Regions from separate parts of the Gadus morhua genome. Here region 1 is linked to region 2. Evidence: chromatin contacts called from public Hi-C data. All regions are on one chromosome and are shown on one strand. Each heading gives the region's core, a stretch centred on a gene start, on an enhancer-like site or on the middle of the called end of the contact. The rest is flanking DNA. Distances are from core to core; before and after follow the strand shown. Region 1 holds the start of LOC115531432 (thyroid hormone receptor alpha). Region 2 holds the start of LOC115531430 (ATP-dependent RNA helicase DHX8).

Region 1 (3,231 bases), core at 177-2,676, 130 kb after region 2:
CAACATTATTCAAAAGAAAGAGACTTCCCTCCACGCACAGATGAGCTGTGGTACTATTCCATGCACTTCGCTAATGTTTCACCGTTGGTGGGAACATATGGAAGTAAACGATGTAAATGAAGATAATAATGAGAAATGAAACTTGTGTACACATTGTTTTCTGTTCAGAGTTGAGGACAGGCTAAACGATACAGTTAATCATCTAACAATGAAGGATATGGTTATGAAGGATATGGTTATGACCATGCTGCCTGCTCTGGTTAATACAATTGTGATATAACATTTTAAAACAAACGGCTGCATGGGCCAATGCCCATTTAATTGAACAGTATAGCCTCATAAGGTTAGGGGCTGTTCAAATATGAGAAATAAACGCAGAACTCACCAGGAAAATTATCTCTTGTTACAGATGCTTCACACGTTATGCTGAAATATTATCTCATGTGGCGGAAAAAAAACGAAGACACCGGCATGGCACCCAGCTTCTGTTGTAGTGCAGTTAATCGATTTATATTTGGTCAGTATGTGTGCGTGGAAGTGTGGTTGTGTGCGTCTGCGTGTGCGTGTGTGTGTGTGTGTGTGTGTGTGTGTGTGTGTGTGTGTGTGTGCGTGTATGTGTGTGTGCGTGTATGTGTGTGTGTCTGTGTGTGTGTCGCCAGCCCATAATGGTCAAGCATAACAAGTATTCCTATAGCAGCTCCTGCGTCCATGCATGGGGAACATGAGGGCGACATGAGGACAACACCATGAGGGCGATGCAGGACAGACAACACACGGTGAGCTGGGAACTAGAGAAGCATTAAGACAACTGTATGGTAACAAACCATCTGCTGATCTGTCAAGATCATGCAGCTATCCTGCACACACACAAACACACACGCGCACACACACACGCGCGGGCGAACACACACTCGCACGCACGCGCGCGCGCATACACACACACAGACACACACAGTCGTTTCAAGCTAGCGGGAAAAACAGAGCCGGTAGCGCAGAGCTCGTGGTACTCACAGCCGGGGTCTTTGGGCGGCACGCCGGGGTTCGGTGCGTTCCGGCGGGGTCTGGGTGGGTCCGGGTCGGGTTCGGGAGGGAAACGGAGAGCGGTCGGGTGCGAGGCTCCACGCTGCGCTGCAGACGGGCTCGCGGTCTAGTCCTTCCCGAGGCGTGAGCTCTTCAGATTAACGCGGACGAAGCACTTGGGCTTCCGGTCCCTTTTCCTCGCGCGTCCACCGTGTCGGTGCTCAGATGTTGTCCTCCTTGGTGTGTAGGATCAGGCGGCTTGTGGACGGGATGCCACGACAGGGGGAGCAATGAGAAGAGACGCTGGCTCGCTCCACCCTCCTCATGTACAGTAGAGCTCTGCTCGCTGGCCCCAGATCAGTTCCAGACCGTCTACCGCTCTCTACAGGAGCGCCGCTGTAGAGCACCCACTAGTCCTCAGAATAACGGATGGCGCTCTGACGGATACCCGGGCAGCGGGCTCGACGTCGGCCGCCTGTCCGCTCTATTTATTCGGTCACAAGGACCGTGAGGTCCGTCCTTCTAAGGTCACATGTTGATGAGCACCTCACGCATGGGGTTAGATGTTTAGGGGGTTAGATGTTTAGGGGGATAGATGTTTAGAGGGTTAGATGTGTAGGGGGATAGATGTTTAGGGGGATAGATGTTTAGGGGGTTAGATGTTTAGATGTCTAGACTCTAGAGGGTTAGATGTTAAGGGGGTTAGATGTTTAGAGGGTTATATGTTTAGGTGTTTGCGATTCAATGCGACATCTGTTCACCAAATGTGGACACAAGAGCCAGACTTATTTTGCAAAAATGCAAAATTATAAGAAATAAAATAAATAAAAATGCAAATACGACAAGGGTGGCCAATGGGGTGGCCGCAGTTCAGTATAGGGTGGCCAATGGGGTGGCCGAGGTTCAGTCTAGGGTGGCCAATGGGGTGGCCCGGCCACCCCTGGCCGTCCTCTCACTCCGCCACTGGTTTAGGGGGTTATATGTTTAGGGGGTTTGATGTTTAGGGGGTTAGAGGGTCAGATGTTAAGGGGGTTAAATGTTTAGGGGGATATATGATTAGAGGGCTTAGATGTTTAGGGGTTAGATGTTCAGGGGGTTAGATATTTCGGGGGGTCGATTTTTAGAGAGAGACACAGAGAGAGAGAGAGAGAGAGAGAGAGAGACACAGAGAGAGAGAGAGAGATAGAGAGAGAGAGACACAGAGAGATCTCTGGGCCAAGAAAGAAGTGTTGAGGAGGAAATGGTTGGATCGGACCTTCAATCACCTTGACCCTGGCCCGGGCAGTCCCGTGACTCCCGTCCTGGGCACCGCGGACACCGAGACCGCGGCCAGGAAATGTATTGTATGCATAATATATATATGTAATATGTATGTGGTATGCGTGCTCACGCTCGGTATGTGTGTTTATTCATCTCATAGATGAGTGAGTCTGCAGACATGAACCGCTGTGACCTCATAGCATCGAAGGGAGGGAGAGTAATATGCACACATCGGATTATTATGATCTCGCGTGGCATTTCAAGTAAGATAAGGTTGACAACCAGTCGGTAAGAAGTGTACAGTCTGTCCTCTCAACCAGGGCTCTACTTTGTTGGAGTTCTCCGCACGGCTGATTGTGCGTGAGTCCAATGGGTCCGATTGATCTGAAAGTGCAAGCCATCAGATAACTACAAAGGCAAATAAACACAGAATCTGAAGCTCAGAAGAGGAGAGAACGGCGCATTGTTATAATGCACATACATTATTTTAATGGCTTCCGACGCTATTGGATTAGCTAAAGTTCCCCGCCCCTGAATAATAAATCTATAGTCTCCAAACCTCTACTACAGCAAGGAGAAGGAAACCTTGAAACAATGTGATTCATATCAAACGTCGATAAACCTGCCTGCGTTCATTTGCTCAGTAGTTTCGTCGTGCAGTTTTAAGATCTACACTTAAATACAAAAGCATTCCATCATATTTTTGTAACTTTCTGGCAGAATTGCTTTTATCCCAAAATATATACGTCTGACCCACAGTCAGGGACATTGATATGTTGAGGGAGAGCTAATGGTTTGCGTTCAGCTATGTGTGGCAGTGCGTTCGCTGTGCAGTGACACACTCTGTATGGCATCCATTCCATCAAACATATTTGAATTGCGTATCTTCATCAAAGATATCTCATCAAAGAGGGGGAGACGAAAACGCATCCGTGCATTTTGAGCAGGAGT
Region 2 (2,988 bases), core at 194-2,693:
TGCTGACGCTCGGCATGAACATCTCCAGCTCCTTCATGGCATCAGCGGCCACTTTCACATCGTCCTCGTCTACGACCTTCTGAGGGAGTCAGACGTAAACAATACGTCAGTTTTCACACTTAGAGGACTCCCCCATGTGAGACTTACCCGTAGTGTAAGTGATGGTGTTAGACCCTGGTTAAAAGACCTGCCAGCATATCAGGCTCTATTGATTCAGCATCATCATATTCAGTCATATTAAGTATACAATTAATTTAAGCAATACTGGAACAAACAAAAGGACGATGGTCACTTGCCTTCGGAGAAGGCTCGTTGGCTCTACAGAGTGCAGGAAACAGCTCCTTCAACTTCTCCTTCTGGTTCCTCTCCTTGGCCGGAGGCTCATAGCCTGACGTAGAGAAAACAGCCATTAGATCACGATTACCGGATGTATTTTCCTCAGGTCTTGACTCAGGCACGGAGGAACCACCTGGACATGTTTATGTTAGGAAGGTGGTTCATGTCAGTAGAAATGTGTGCACACAGAAACAAAAGTGGGAACAACTCTATCATAAAATGGTCTCACCTTTGCCTGCAGACTCCTTGAAGGCGGGTCGCATGGTCTGGATGAGTCGGAGTAAGTTGCCAACAAGCGAATCCTGGAAACAAATTTAAGTTCAAGCATTGGTTCCTGGACTGAACATTTCTCCTTCTCCTATGACGTGTTGTTCATCCATAGCCCTGAACCTCACGTACCGTGAACTCAGCTCCATTCTTCAGTAGGAGGGCCTTGAACCCGTCGAAGGAGGGATCCTTCTCAGCAAGACTGATGACAAACTCGGCTGGAAACAAAAACCGACACAACTCGTTACTCTTCAACTCATAGAGACCAAAGCAGACTCAACCAGAGACGGAGCAAGACCGAAAACCACAAACCACGAAAACAGACCCGAGACAAGTGAAATTATAGCAGAGTGTGAAGCACCTGAACTGAATAGAGATTCAGTAGAACTCATGACTGATCCAGATTCAGTAGAACTTATGACTGTGGAACTTTTGACGGATCCAGGAACAGTAGCACTGTTAGCTCGGAGGCTAGCTGACACAAAGCAGCAACTCACGGGACATTACAGCGGAGATATAGTATGAAACACCTGGACTGAATCTGGAACAGTAATAAGTTCTACATCTCATGGAGGAGTTAGCGGCTACATGTTAGCGGCTACATAAGTAGCACCGTTAGCTTAATGCTAGCCGAGCCAAAGTACCACGGGAGCGCCTTACCGAGGTCCTTGTCACTGATCCCCAGATGGTTGTCCAGCTCCGTGCAGACCTTTGACACCAGAGAGAGGTACTCCAGCTGCTTCAGCTCGTCCACTCCACCTTCGGCCATCCTCTCCTCCGCCGCAATGTTTTTGTTCTGCTGGCGCTTCGACACAGCAGACATATTGTGAACGCACTTCCGCTTCCGGTGTCACGGTCAGAGCCGAGCCCACGTGGTGGGGGACCTGTGTGTGCGTGTGTGCGTGTGTGCGTGTGTGCGTGTGTGTGTGTGTGTGTGTGACGTTGATCCGCAGGGTGGCGCTAATGGTAAAATAATGAAATGATTATCATTTCGCTAATAATCATGGCTTATTTATATTTAAATAATTGTAGTCTGTGTTTATTTTATTCTAGATGGACAGAAATGTTTTCTAACAAATTAGATTCACCATTCATTAGAGCAATACACACACGTCACACTAATACATATATATACACACACACACACACACAGACACACACACACACACACACACACACACACACACACACACACACACACACACACACACACACACACACATTGTGCGCGCCTCCCTTTATCCCATTATAAACAAACACAACCAACCCTTTGACCTTCACTGCATCAACATTGGTAAGGACATGATAAATCTTCCTCATAAATCGGTATTTTTTACAACTTAATTTCCAATGTTTCTTATTGAGACCCATGAATAAAAAGAGATCACTGCCAAACGGTTATCAATATTTAAATAAATAAACATATTCAGAAGTTATGCCTTGCTGCAGCTGGCCTTCAGATATTAATTGATCCTTCATTGAGTCTCCTGGTGAGTCCAGCCCTTCCTTACAGTCCCCTGTCGGTCTGGGAGTCCGTTTAATGCATCAGAGCTCTTTCTCCAGCTCACCTGTTAGACAGTTGGGCCGTGAACAAAGCACGACCATAAAGCCTTAATGTTGGCCCGGAGTTCCCCTCAGACATCCATCTGTCCGCTCACACCGCGCCGCCCATGGTCGGAGCTAACACGCTCCGCGTTCATTAGGCCTGAATTTGTAGCATGTACATAAACCGAAAGCACAGCTGGACGCAAAGATCGCCAACTGCTGAGTGGAAAAACCCCGCTGCGACTCAGCATGGTGCATGGAGAGGATCCACCGTGTGCCATGTGGGGATATGTATATGTGCAGGCCTGTGTGTGTGTGTGTGTGTGTGTGTGTGTGTGTGTGTGTGTGTGTGTGTGTGTGTAGGTGTGTATGCCTGTGTGTGTTTGTGTGTGTGCATTCCTGTGTGTGTGTGTGTGTGTATGTTTGTCTGTGTGCATGTGCCATAGTGTGTGTGCCTATATGAGTATGTACTGTACGTGTGTGAGGTGTGAATGCCTGTGTGTGCGTACGTGTACTTCATCTATAGCTATAGAATAGAGAGGCAATATGAGGATGAAGGGGCGGGGGGGGGCTGGCTCGTTCCTGAAGAGCAGGCAGGGGATTGGTGCGAGGCAGGGCTTGTTTCTGAAGAGCAGGGAGGCGATTGGTTCAAGGCGGGGCTTGTCTCTGAAGAGCAGGCAGGGGATTGGCTGCCGGCAAAGCTGCCTCTGTGAGGTCATCGTCCCCACAACAAGCCCCCACCCACACGCCCGAGCAGAGCACTGCCCCCCAGGGGGGGGGGGGGTCGCGCTGGAAGGGAAGACGCTGAACACGGTGACTCATCACGCCGTCCCGCCTTGA

What was found. A called contact is a pair of places that touch in the nucleus more often than the background predicts.
Region 1: a Hi-C map of gonad shows a contact between it and region 2, with 9 times the contacts expected there. The contact joins the promoter of LOC115531432 here to the promoter of LOC115531430 in region 2. A contact is called at or near these places in 4 of 6 Hi-C or Micro-C datasets (blood, gill, gonad and 1 more).

Annotation. Positions count from the first base shown.
Region 1 is chr18:4,366,251-4,369,481 of gadMor3.0, forward strand. It overlaps LOC115531432 (thyroid hormone receptor alpha), which reads right to left and starts at 1,427. Exons shown (of 11, transcript XM_030340697.1): 1 at 1,012-1,427.
Region 2 is chr18:4,234,851-4,237,838 of gadMor3.0, forward strand. It overlaps LOC115531430 (ATP-dependent RNA helicase DHX8), which reads right to left and starts at 1,444. Exons shown (of 22, transcript XM_030340694.1): 1 at 1,264-1,444; 2 at 736-821; 3 at 566-638; 4 at 297-388; 5 at 1-76. The coding sequence starts at 1,426.